2 separate regions of the Zea mays genome follow, and region 2 is linked to region 1. A link is a contact called in public Hi-C data. All regions are on one chromosome and are shown on one strand. Each heading gives the region's core, a stretch centred on a gene start, on an enhancer-like site or on the middle of the called end of the contact. The rest is flanking DNA. Distances are from core to core; before and after follow the strand shown. Region 1 holds the start of LOC100282355. Region 2 holds the start of LOC100282278.

Region 1 (6,611 bases), core at 3,891-6,390:
CTGTCCCCCGAGCACTGTGCAAATAAAATAGCGCTCGGTGGATGCCTGGAAATTTGATTTGGTTACCAAGAAGCACCCATAGCACCACAGCATGCTTCTGTGTGAAGCAAGTAAAAGTTTGTTTAAAAGCTGATGCCTCCCATCTGGTTGTCCCCTCAACTCAACGCTTGATGAGTTGCACAATTGCAATGCTGGTTCCTACTATCACTGCAAGTACTCTTATTTGAAACTGCACAGCTAATAATTTACTAGTCTTCATATCATCATACACTGTTGCGATTGTTGTACGTATTGGTTAGCCTAATATGCTACTGCTATTGGGCAAGAGTTGTTTTTCTGTATCAGGTTTACGAAACTTTGTCTAGTATTTTTTATATGTATCTCTTGAGGTTGCATGTGAGAAAAAAACCCATCATCCTGCGATGCTTGCCTAACTATTGTCCATCTGCAGTTCGTATGCCCAGGAACGTGGCTGTGTGACCTGACTCTTGAAAGATACGAAGTCCGAGAGAAGAAGGTTTCCAAGAAGGTGGGGGATGGACGATACCTATCAGTTTCATGCTCTTGGGAAGAGTTCATTCAGCCAGCTGACGTTTGAACTGATTTTGCAGCGCCCCAGGGGATTGAAAGCTATGCACGACTTGGACAGTGACTCGGAATAAAAAACAGAGAGAGAAGAGATCACTGAACATGAGAAGCTGAACATTAGAGAGAAGGCCAGGACAGATGCAGCAGATGGAGGTCGACCATAAAGCTTCCTGATGGAATGAGGACCAACGGGTCACCACTCCTCGCGATTGATACTGGAGATCGATTTGTCCAAAAGGACTAGGTTTTTTTAAAAGCAAATGGCAGGAGCTCTGCCTATCCATTAAGAGAGAGGGAGAGAGAGAAATTTACAAGAAGTGAGCACAATAAAAGCACGCCCAAACATAACGAGGGATCCCAATAAGAAGTCGTCCCTGCTGCTACAAAAAAAAAAGGACTTGTAGCGATCGGAGGACGACCGAGATGTCAGGAAGTTGCACGGAAGAACAGAGAGGAGAGCTGCAGGAGCTGGAGTTCCTGAACATTAGCAAACTATTCAATTCCCTGGAAAGCAGCAACGCTGTTTTGCTATTCTCTCATGTTAATATGAATGGCGAGCTAGCCAGTCCTGTCGCGTCTAGTTTGCCTTCCGTAGTTTTTTTTTATCCTCTGGTGCTGTATGAAAGGTCAGTGGATATTCTTTCAGGGGCATGAGACAGTGTCCGGCACTCTCAGTCCAGTGCGAGTGGATCAGGATTCAGGCAAACATAGACCGACGATCGGACTTTATGTGTTTTCAGGACTGCCAGACTTGTAAATTCTGAAAGTTTCAGTGAATTTTTTTTATAGTTTAAATTTTATATAGGCCTACCCTCCGTATAAAAAAATTGAGAACTTTTTTTACGTGATATTGGAAGATGTTTGGCATTGGTTTTGCAAACTCTATTGATTTTTAAGAGATGTAGCATACATTTTCGTCTCTCTTTTGTTGCTATGGAATCATTAAAAATAAGAAAACAATATAGAGTTCTTTTGTTGCTCTGGAATCATTAAAAATAAGAAAGCAATATAGAGCTGATTTGTTTCGGCTTCTAGCCGAATTATGGCCGTTAAAATCGGCTTTAGATCGTTCTTAGATCCTGTTTGTTTCAGATTATAATCCCTTCAGATTATATAATCCAGTGGAAATAATCCAATAGTTAAACAAACACATAGATTATGAGTTTAGATTATATAATTTAAACTTCAGATTATGATAATTTCATAATCTCCTCAAGACTAGCTTATTTAAGATTATTTTGGCAAAAGACCCACTACCCATGCTAATGTAAATAGAAATTACAATATATGTCATCCTTCTTTTCTCACCTCAAATAAACAATAAAGGTATTGTTGTCTTTATGAATAATCTACATTTGTATAATCTAAAGTACCAAACAACTACATAAAGATTATAATATATCTAGATTATAATTTGGATTATATAATTTAGATTATAATCTAGATTATATAATCTATAAACTGAAACAAACAAGCCCTTAGTCTGTTTCTGAAAAATCACTCAAATCATAGTGACAGCAGAAAAAGCTCTTACGAAAAAAGTTGTGCCAACTGCCAAACAGGCCCACATACTCCAAGTAGTTATAGAAAAGGGAGAAACTCTATTTTATCACTTAATATATAATGAATTAAAATTTGATATATTGATATATTAAACAATGAAAAATTATCTAGATTTTTTTAATGATTTATGGTTTAATTGTAGGATGGTTGCATGACACGTTTATTACAAGAAGAGTATTGGTTTCTATTGAACTCATGGATGCTGTGCATGTGGTCCTGCGGCCTTGCCCAACCGCTCGCCCGCCTGCAAGCAACCGCCGCGCGGGACCAGACCAAACCAAAGTTGGGCTACCCGCAGGCACGCACACGGCACACCTCGGGTACTCTACTCCATGGTTTACAAAACCGCTAAAAATGGGCGGTAAACCACTGATTTTTTAAAATTCGTTTGAAATTTTAAAAAAATGAAAAAAAATCATAAAAATCGAAAACCGCTGGTAAATCGTTTTTTTGGACTGGTAACCCGTTATTGGAGACCGATAAACCGTCAATTTTTGCCGAAAAACCGAATAATACCAAAATTGAGTATTTAGTGGTCAATTTAGACAATATTTGTCTTATTTACTATTATATGTTATATGTGATGTTATATGTTAAAATTGAGACCGATAAACCACTAATTTTTATCTCTGGAACAGGTTCGTCTTTACATATAATATATTCACATATAATATATATTGTTTAATATTAGTTCTCAGTTCAATCAGCTGAACTGAACAGCGCCCGAGGACTGCAACGGCACAAAAGGGGCAGATTTTAAATGTTGCATTATTCGCTGGCATCGCAGCTTTACAGCAGCAGCAGAGAGAAAAGAAAGTGAGAGAACTCCTGCTTTTGTTAGCCTGCTTTAGTTTTACGCTTTGCCTGCCCTCTTTTTTTCTCTCTCAAAACAAAAGCGTCGCTTTTCTTTGCGAAAACGAGATGCAAATACCCCCAAAGGCGGTATGACATCCCTGCTTAAAAAAACATAATCAGACGAATTATGTTTAATGTTCGTGCTTCCAAAAAAAACATCAGAAAATCTGGGCGACGTTCACTCTGAAGTCTGAACCAATGCTGCTACAGAAACAAACGCGCTGAATCTCCGAACGATCGATAGAGTTCCAATCCACGCGCGGGGTGGCGGTACAAGGCACGCACAGGTCAGGAACACACACACACACATACAGAGGACAATAACATCACGCGACAGCACACGGCGGCTCTCGTCGGACAGGCAGGCAGGCGTCATCAGTGGCGCAGGTTGCCGAGGAGGAGCGCGACGGCCGGGCAGAGGGCGGCGGCCAAGAGCGACGAGGAGACGGCCGCGGCGCCGGAGGCCGGGCTCGGCGCGGGGGCCTCGGCGGCGAGGGCGGCGCCGGCGAAGGAGGACACGGCGACGGCCACGACGACGACGGCGGCGCGCAGTATCTTGGAGGAGGCCATGACGGGGGTTTGCCTGTGCTGGCTTTTGAGCTGCGGTGAGCCGTGAGCTCGAGCTCGTAGGGAAATTGCGAATGAGAGTGAGTGAGGTCGGAGGCGGTGAGAGCGCGTGTTTATAGGCGAGCGGCGGAGGGTTGGGGCCTCACGTTCACAGTCTGGCCTATTCGCTACGTATTTCCCATCGGCCAGCTCATAATTTAGTGCCACCCCATAATTAGCTTAAAGCTAGGAGACTGCTGGTCCTCAGTGACATATATAGAACCAATCTACAATTAGCAGATTTCTGATTTTTCATAATCCAGATTTGGGGGACTTGCTTCTTTACCGTTTTTCTTTTTAATAATTGGCAGCCAATGCGACTATGCAAGAAACAAAGTGAAAGTGCAGGATGCTCTGCACAACAGGCAGCAGTACACCTCATCTGAGAACTACAGATTAGCTGCTGATGATACCGATGTATTCCAGCAAAGCACAGATCAGCAGGGTTCTATTCTAGGCTGCAGCAGTACAGTCTGGCTCGATGAAACAAACCACTGCATGCACATCGATATACCCGACGGCCCAAGGGGATATGGCTGACAGTTTTGCTTATTTGGAAAAGTCCAGTCTGCTCAACGATGAAAGGGCACAGACAGCACGGTGTCACAAAGACGGTTAGATAGAGACGGCACGGTCGCTTTGCAGTCACACACACACATACAGGTATTTACTTGAAGCCACAGGCACCATAATTACCGCAAGTGCACCTGAAGCTTCAGAAAACGACAGCCACCTATCATCTGCCAATTCGTTGGCTTTGGCTGTGTGTATTATTGGCTTCTTCTGGACTTTGCGCACGCTGTCAGCTAAGATTCTCCTTAGCTGTGTGTTGTTCAGTGGCAACCGAAACCAACTGGACCTGGCTCCCTCCCGGTGATGATTGTTGGACACATCACACATATGTCCCTGTGGGCTGTGTGGTGGACATTTCAGTGTTTCGTGCATGCAAGTTTGGCTGGCTGGATGTGCTTAAAAAGAAAGAACGACGGGCAGGATGAGTTGTTCGCTCTCGCCAATGATGCTATCAGCTCAATGGCGTATTGTTCTCCAGTTCCATGATCGTCCACCAGACCTTTCATGCCCGTCCCTTTACTGACAAAGCATAGCTAGCTTGACTGGGAGAGAAAAAATGTTCTTGAGTCACCATCGTTTTCTGTTTTTCGAGTCACCATCTGATGTAAGTAAAGGTACCAAGACCTTGTGAGCTTGGAGTCTAAGGGAGCACTGCGACCGTTGTTAGATCTTCCATTTTTCTTGAAGGTAAGGTAACTTCAACTCATAGACAGTTTACTCAATCTAATTACATAGAAAAAAAATTCCAGGGACATTGCTGCTAAAACCGAACCGAGGATTATCCACAGTTTCAAAGATTATCCTACGAAACTTCCAGATCAAGAACAGAGCGCTCTTTGTGCAATATGCTTATCGTTCCAGAAAAGCAGTGTACTCATCCCCTAGCCCCCCTCCTTAGGGCATCTAATTCTTTTGTCCCCAGCTATCCGTCCCATCCTGCTGCACCTTTTGTTTTGCTGGGCAATTTCTTCAGTACCTCTTGTCTATCTATTAAGCACCCTTGCTCTTCAAGGAACTTTGGCTGCAAAACCTAACCACTTGTGCATTCTCTCAAGACCCCCCTGGAAGGGAAGGAAACATGGTGCACACATGGACTTCACTAGTGTTCTGTTCGTTTGCTTTTTGTTCCTGCGCGCCGTTAGGAATTTCGCGTCTTTCTCGCATGCCTCTCTGTTCAGACATAAACTGCTGAAACTTTTTTTCTTTCGTTCTTTCATTGGTTTGAAAAGAGAGGAACTAACTAGGGCGTGTGGTTGAAAGCATACAGGATTTCCGAAATGGGGAATGTCTGAATTTAAAAAAAAACTGCATGTCTTTTTTTTTGGGGCAGCAGCAATCGCAGAGGAAGATGGTGGTGTCGAAGAAGAAGCTGATCAAGGTCGGCCCATGGGGCGGCGCCGGGGGACACCCGTGGGACGACGGCGGCTACTCCGGGATCCGCAGCATCACCATGTCCTACGACCGGTTCATGGAGTCCATCAGCGTGGAGTACGACAGGGACGGCATGCCCGTCACTGGGGAGCGGCACGGAGGAGCCGCCGCCAGCCACACGACCCAGGCACGTCCGCCGCCAAACCAATCACCCCCGTCAGTCACGATCAGTGACACGGCTCCTTCCGCTGGGTGGTTTCTGAACCGTGCGCGCGTACGTACACAGATCAAGCTGGGCTACCCGGACGAGTACCTGACAACGGTGAGCGGGCACTACGCGCCGATCGCGCCCGGCGGCTCGCCGGTCATCCGCTCGCTGGCGTTCCGGACCAACCAGGGGGCGTACGGGCCGTTCGGCGTGGCGGAGGGCACGCCCTTCGAGTTCCCGGTGGACGGCGGCGTCATCGTCGGCTTCTGCGGGAGGAGCGGGTGGCAGCTCGACGCCGTCGGCCTCTACGTCGCGCCGCTGCGCCCGGAGACCGTGTACGACAGGGTGCACAAGCTTGGCCTCACGGCTTACCGCGCAGTTTGGCAGCGGATCGGGTCCCAGCAGCAGCAGCAAGAACCGGTGAAACTGCTGAACGGCAACGCGCAGATTACTCACAAGATGTAACCAACTGCCAGGATGCCAACCATGACTATCTATATTCTGCAGTCCGAATGTATCCAGCTAGCGTATGGATCTAATGTACCTGTACCTCATCCTGATTTGAACACTTCAGCGTATGAATCTAAACATGCAGCAAACAGTCCTGCGACGGGACTTGGCTGCTGGCCACGTCTAACAGCAATAGTTGGTATTTTCATTCCTAAGCCACAATGGGCCTGTCGGTTGTCTCCATTTTTAAATAAATTAAATTTATTTAATACACAAATTTCATGTTAATCTGTCATTAGAAAAGACTAATGGTTGCACCGAGGCTGTCTTTAACAAAACGGCCAATTCCTTCATATGTCGGGATAAATTTATTTAATAGACACTAATTACATGTTAA
Region 2 (7,316 bases), core at 4,805-7,304, 160 kb after region 1:
CGTAGCGGACGCCTTGTCCCGCCGCGACACTGAGGAGGGCAGCACCAGCTTCGGGTCGGCCTTATGCGTGCGCTCGGGGCCGTCTTTCACCTTCATCGACGACATCCGCCGCGCGACGTCGCACGCGGACGATGCTCAGGATGTGCGTCGGCACTTTGAGGCGGGCGAGCTGCAGGGTCCATGGCGCATCGACGACGGGCTACTACTCCATGGTAACCGCATCTACGTGCCGGGCCATGCTGACCTGCGCCACCAGGCCCTCTCCCTGGCCCACTCCGCCGGCCATGAGGGCATCCAGAAGACTCTACATCGCCTACGAGCGGATTTCTACATCCCCGGCGACCGGGCATTGGTGCGGGACTTGGTGCGCACCTGTACCACATGCCAGCGCAATAAAACGGCAACATCGCAGCCGGCAGGGCTGCTGCAACCGCTGGAAGTGCCCTCGCAAGTCTGGGCTGATATCTCCATCGACTTCATTGAAGGATTGCCCAAGGTGGGTGGCAAGTCGGTGATCCTAACGGTCGTCGATCGCTTCTCCAAATATGCACACTTCATCGCGCTCGGGCACCCCTACACTGCGACAACGGTCGCTCGAGCGTTCTTCGAGGGCATTGTTCGTCTACACGGCTTCCCCTCCTCCATCGTCAGCGACAGAGACCCCGTCTTTACGGGGCACGTCTGGCGCGACCTCTTCGGGATGGCAGGCGTGAAGCTGCGCATGAGCACCGCCTTCCATCCACAGACGGACGGCCAGTCCGAGGTGGTCAACAAGGTGCTCGCTATGTACCTACGCTGCGTCACAGGCGATCGACCCCGTGCGTGGGTCGACTGGCTCGCGTGGGCGGAATACTGCTACAACACCTCCTTCCACACCGCTCTGCGAGCCACCCCCTTTGAGGTGGTCTACGGTCGTTCCCCGCCGCCCATCCTGCCCTATACACCAGGGTCAGCGCGGACAGAGGCGACTGAGACTCTTCTACGCAGTCGGGACGAGATACTTGCTGAAGTCCGTCAACGTCTTCTTCAAACCCAGCAGATGTCCAAGAAATACTACGACGCCAACCACCGTGACGTGGAGTATGCTGTGGGAGACTGGGTTTGGCTGCGCCTGCTGCACCGAACGGCGCAGTCCTTGGACCCCCGTGCCAAGCGCAAGCTTGGGCCGCGGTATGCGGGACCATTTCAAGTGGTGGAACGCATCGGCAGCGTCGCCTACCGTCTACAGCTTCCGGACGGGGCGCGCATCCACGACGTTTTCCACGTAGGGCTGCTGAAGCCTCACCATGGCGAACCTCCAGCAACTCCGGCCTCCCTTCCGTCGGTCGTGGATGGACGCATCCTCCCGGGGCCGGAGCGCGCCCTTCAGGCGCAGCAGCGCCGGGGCGTTTGGCGCGTGCTGATCAAGTGGCACGGCCTCCCTGAAGACGACGCAACGTGGGAGACAGTCGACGAGTTCCAGGCGCACTACCCAGACTTCCAGCTCGAGGACGAGCTGTTTGCGCAGGCGGGGAGAGATGTTATGACCGGCCGCCACTATAGGCGCCGGGCAACAGCATAAAGCATGCAGATAAGGATTAGAAGATAAGATTGCATGCAGATAAGGATTAGAAGATAAGATTGCATGTAGATAAGGATTAGAAGATAAGATTTGTTAGAGAGAAAATAGGAGATCTATCTCATTAGATAAGGATTAGAAGGGAGTATAAATAATTGTAAGCACCACTCTATAGATCAAGCAGAAACAAGATTGTTCCGGCTTCCCAGAGGGAGCCGGGAGATTACTGTGACCTAGCTGCCCCTTTCCTAGCGCCTCTCTCCTCTCACGCGCGGTGAACACGGCGACCCGCCGCCGTGCATCGCGCCCCAAACCCCGGCCACCAATCAGTCAATCACCCACCACTACAACCTGCGATCAATCCGGGAATCAGCCCCGATTCCTATCACTGAATTGCTAGAGAATCTGAGGGTGTGTTTGGTTAAGATTTTATTCGTTACAAAAAATCTAGAATCTCAACCAAAGGAGTACAACAAAATATATTTATAAAAATCTAAAAACATCTCTAGTTTACTTCAGAATCATGTCTTACTCTAGATTTCTTAGATTCTTGTGATCCATGTTACAAGCTGTCATACTCATATACAGTCCATACTTGACAATTGTTTCTATCAAACAAATTTTAGTTTTTGTACAATTGTCCGCTCACAACAACTTTTTTTACATCTCACAACTAGAATCAGATTTCTATAAATCTACAGCTAAACCAAACAAACCATGAATACCATAAAACTTACGTACAGATAAATGAATCTATAGGTTTTAGGATCCATAAAGTGACCAATTTATCCCATTGACGACTCAGCGGATTCTTTGATTACTACGTTGACCCAGAGGATTTTCATTAAAGTGATTCTCACAGAAACGGGTCGAGAAGAAAGCATTTGGCTGTTCTCACGGCCAATATCCAAATTTAAGTTGAAACAATCACCCCTTAATAGCTTCTGAGAATTATGGTAAGTTGGTAACGAAGAACACAATTCAAAAGGTGCTGATGACATTCTATCAACCTTTGTTTTAGGGGGAAAATTCTAAAACTGACACATTGCAGTATATGATTCAGGTAAAATAGCCTGTTCGTTTCGGATTAAAGCGAACTGTTTAAACCGCTATATCTGCAATCTGTGTAGAGACAAAACACTGTCGATACTGTTTAAAATCAAGCAAGCTGTCACTTTGGAGACCGTGACTTTGGAGAGCCTTCCAATCTGGACGCCAGAAAAACATGGGGAAGAAAATGTGGGACAGCATCGACATGAGAAAACAATGCAAGTTCACTACTTTTTCTTGCCGGTGACACCCGCAACCACCTGCAAAGTAACAAAAAGATTAAACCTTGCCTCGACCAGTTTCAGTCACAGGATAACAGCATCTAACTGCCTGAGGGAAGTACTCAGGTTTCATTGGCCAAACGAAGGAGGTCAAAATAATGGCAGGCAGCAGGCTAACTATGCCCTCGGCAATTTACTCTGAGCTACCAGCAACACATTTAGAGTTCATTTACGGGACTTTTTTCGGACAGGTTAGTTTGAAGTGCCCAAACAGGAGTCACTGAAGATGAATAGGAAATAAACATTCTGAATTGGGAAATTAAAAGAAATTGAATGTTATGGTCGCTAGATTGGTAAGGGATTGGAGAGGAGTATCAATGGGCAGGAACGTCGGCCGGGGGCCTCTGCCCACGGCCGAGCAAGAGGAGGGTTTTCTCCCTTCGAATTCTTGCCTGCTTTATTTCTTATCCATTGATTACATAAATAGTCAAATTCTTGCCTGCTTTATTTTCTCATCCATTGATTACATAAATAGGCCGGCTGACAGACCCTATCTAGCTAAAGATCCTTATCTCCTTAAAACTCTCCTAAAAACTCTCAACAAACTACTAATTGATAACCTTACTAGATAATCTCAACTAATATCCAAAATAATCTCAACTAATTTTCTAATCTTATCTTTAACTATCCTTATCTAATCCCCTTGGAGGACCCATGGCTGCTGCTACCGCAGCCCCTCTGTGGGCCTCCAAGAGGGATTAGATAAGGATAGTTAGAGATAAGATTAGAAGATTAGTTGAGATTATCTATAAAGGTTATCAGTTAGTATTTTGTTGAGAGTTTTTAGGAGAGTTTTAAGGAGATAAGGATCTCTAGCTAGATAGGGGCGGTCAGCTGGCCTATTTATGTAATCAATGGATGGGAAATAAAGCAGACAAGAATTAGAAGGGAGAAAACCCTCCTCTTGCTCGGCCGTGGGCAGAGGCCCCCGGCCGACGTTCCTGTCCATCGATACCCCTCTCCAATCCCTCACCGATCTAGCGACCATAACATTGAATGTAAGCAATGTTTATCATTTATATGATCTGGAAAACAGCGCACATAAAACAGCGAAAAAGGAAGAAATCACATACATCATTTAGAGGTGGTGGAGGAACTTTTTCTGCGGTCTCCCATGAATCCAGGATTGGCCGGACAACTGCTGGAAGAAAGAGACCTGAAATTACACATATAAGGTTAGTTGAAATCATTTGGCAGAAGGAAAATCAAATCAATAGCAGGTGTTAACATTTCCCAGTAGATAATTGCAAAGGTTCAGGCAGGCAAGTCAGTAAAACTTAGGAAACAAGTTTGTTAAAATGTGTGTTCACACTTCACAGAATCAATAAAATTGATCTTGTTTCTTTCTGAAATTATGACGCACACAGCACCACTTCCTATCCGTTTGTCCCCTGCTAATCGCTGCAAAGTGTCAAATTGCACAAGAACATTTTGGGTCATGAATCATAACCATAGCAAGACCACTACTTAAGTTGTTCGATGCTTGTTTTTTTAAATGGGCTTCACACAATGTACATTCAATCTCATCACTTTTGAATTGACCCTTTATAGGTAGAAACTGTGAGAAGAATTGAATGCCTAGTGCTTATGATGCTCCATAAATTTGAACAACAGTAGCTGCCAGCAAAAAATTATCCAGTTCCCACACAAAACTGTCAACCTGAGATCACTCTGGCTCGTGAGTTGTCACCAGCGTGTTTAGGGTAGGACAACGCCGTTACTTAGTCAAACTAGATAGCAAGGGATTGTGAAGGATAAACTGAGGCAAACTATTGACGTTACTAATATACAATGGTATAAATAGGTTAAATTCAACAAATGCACACAAACATTTCTAGCCTACAACACCACATAAAGTGGACAGAGCTATTACTTGTACTATCCAAATGAATGAATCCACAAAGCAGAGTTCATAAATGATGTGGGCTAACACTTTTTGTGTGTGCATTGGGCAATTTCTACAGGCTATATTGGTTTTCATGAGTCTATTTATTATTGGTAGACGGTAGAAACCTCCTTGTTGGCAATCAAGTCTTTTCAAATGCCATTCAAATTCATAACACATAACCTAATGCGGTCTACCTCTACAAGCAAAGCAAGTGTTCGCTTTTTAATGCAATTTTGGAGGAAGATTAGGAACTTAGCATAACCAGATTTTGGATGGAGAAAATAATACCTATTATGGCACACATCTGCACCAACAAAATACAGCGGATTTCACATAGAACATTTTCAGGTAAAACAGAAATAGAGATTTAAAAGTGAAGAGAGGCAACAAAAACTAGTCAAATTGAGCTGAAAACCGGTCTAGCATTAACCTATTTTGTCTTCAATAGTTCAATTACAGCTAGCTTCTCAACTTTTCTTTAGGTACTTAAGAGTACTCCTACTCCGTCCATTCCAAATTGTAAGCGATTTTAGTTTTGTCCTAAGTCAAACCACTCTAGCTTCGACTACGACTATAGAAAAATGCACAGATATTTACATCATCGAACTAATTCATTAGATATACCATGAAATATATTTTGATGGTGCACTTTTTAATATATTTTGCTATAAACTTGGTCAAAGTTACACAAATCTATATCGATTTACAATGTGGAATGGAGGGAGTACTAGTTAGCATTGCAGTTTAACTATCTTGGGTGGGAAATGTAACAGCTGAATCTTTGTAGTGAACAAGTAAATGTATAGCCTGTCAGTTAGTATAATATTAATGAATCATGTGTCAATGGCCATTGGGGCAGAGCTACTGAAAACTTCTGAGATAGAATACTGGATATAACGAATAGTAGCAAGTGAAAAGAAATGTAAGCCCTACCAGAACCCTACGACGGAGTCAACGTCAACCGGAACCCCGAAGCCAAGGCACACCGAAAGCAAGGGGCACATCTAGTAGGGTTTGCGGAGGAGAAGCCAGGGCGCGTACCGAATCCGGCGATGAGACAGGAAGCTGCGACAACAGGCTCCTTCACAACGAAGATCTTGAGCTTCTCCATCACGGCCATGGCTGCCTCTTCTGTTTCTGCTCCCGCTCCTCCGCTTCGCCTTCGCCGTCGCTGGAGACGAGAAGGGAGACGAGTCAGTGCTCTCTCCTCCGATCTGTGGACGACTGGACGTAGGCCCGTGTCTTATGCGGAGAGGCTTCGACGCCTAGCCCATTTACATCCGCGGTCCAGTGGGGCACGATCCATTTTGTTGATGGGCTGAGGGAGTGAGGTCCAACCGATAGGCTGACGGCATATTCAGAGTTGCCAATTGGAATATTCCTCGCGCGCGCGCGAATATTTTGCCCGGACGAGCGAATCTACCGTCGCTGCAGCACCTGCACGGCTGCACCCGCCTTGTTTGGACCGCACGCGCGGCCACCCTTCTCCTCCTCTCCTCTCTTCTTCACCTACCTATTCTCTCTCGCTCGGCGCGCGTAGAAGAGAAGAGGCACTTCTTCCTCCTCGCCGGCTTCCCCTCGCGTGTCGCAAGTGCTTTACCCTACACCGTGGCCCGTGGATCGTCGCCGGACGCCAGGCATCGGCAAGCGGCAGCGCAGCCGTCCACCCTGAGTCCCTGATTTTGCCAAGGTTATTAGCCCTCCCTCCTCCGCACTATCTCTGTAACACCAATTCATTCTAGCTTACTTCTCATGAGATGAGAGGGGCGCATCCAGCACCGGGGCGGCCGCTGTCCGGGCTCGATCGAGCCCCCGCTACGGTCCCCGGAGGCCGGAAGCCGGAAGCCCCTCTTAAGTTTCTGCTATAATTTTATACTTGAAATTTAAAAATGCGATTTTAAATACAGAAAATAAAAGGAATAAGTCCATCCTCCGTATCTTTCTGGATCCGCTGCTCGCGTGGTGTTTTTAGTTTGTGTGTGTGTAAGGGTGGTCACCAGCACGTCTCGTAACTGGCGGCGTGCTTCTTTGATCCGTTTGCTTATGTCGCCTGACGTCAATACATCAGCTAAGGTGCCCTTTCCCGGTTGTGGATCGGGGTTCAGGAATCAGGATATATTCATTCTTTCTCCAAAAACTATAGAATTCATTCAGTGTCGGACGGACCTTGACAAAATGGAAGAAGCAGGGCGCAGAGGCATCAGCTTATTTCCACACGACCGCGTATTTTCTATTTAACCAGCGCAGCGCAGCGCAGGCATGGAAGCACAGCGGCCGTTCATGCAGATGAAAGATGAGAGAGACCTGAATGAAAGAACAACAGGAGGACAAGGAAGGAGGACGCCGTCAGCCCTCTGTTTAGGAAGCTCAACCGGGCCATGGAGTCCTCTTCAGCCCGCACCATCTACGTGAGCACTGAGCCGTCAGATAAGAACATCAGAGGTGGCACTGGATCTGGATGGTCCGCGAGCTAGCAGAGATAATAGATAACGCACGTCATTTCAGGTGTTTTACCCGTATGCTCTTTAGTGAACTAAGA

The links. Hi-C and Micro-C count contacts between places; a contact is called where the count stands out from the background.
Region 2: a Hi-C map of tassel shows a contact between it and region 1, with 8 times the contacts expected there. The contact joins the promoter of LOC100282278 here to the promoter of LOC100282355 in region 1. A contact is called at or near these places in 13 of 25 Hi-C or Micro-C datasets (bundle sheath, ear, endosperm and 5 more).

What each region holds. Positions count from the first base shown.
Region 1 is chr8:63,723,677-63,730,287 of Zm-B73-REFERENCE-NAM-5.0, forward strand. It overlaps LOC100282355, which reads left to right and starts at 5,141. Exons shown (of 3, transcript NM_001371853.1): 1 at 5,141-5,266; 2 at 5,516-5,743; 3 at 5,843-6,352. The coding sequence starts at 5,264. The coding sequence ends at 6,229. It overlaps LOC100193865 (DUF1639 family protein), which reads left to right. Exons shown (of 5, transcript NM_001138945.1): 4 at 452-529; 5 at 612-1,380. The coding sequence ends at 662.
Region 2 is chr8:63,885,931-63,893,246 of Zm-B73-REFERENCE-NAM-5.0, forward strand. It overlaps LOC100282278, which reads right to left and starts at 6,055. Exons shown (of 3, transcript NM_001155190.1): 1 at 5,819-6,055; 2 at 3,963-4,045; 3 at 2,520-2,868. The coding sequence starts at 5,897. The coding sequence ends at 2,836. LOC101027216 (a long non-coding RNA gene) reads left to right here and starts at 6,311. Exons shown (of 2, transcript NR_169068.1): 1 at 6,311-6,467.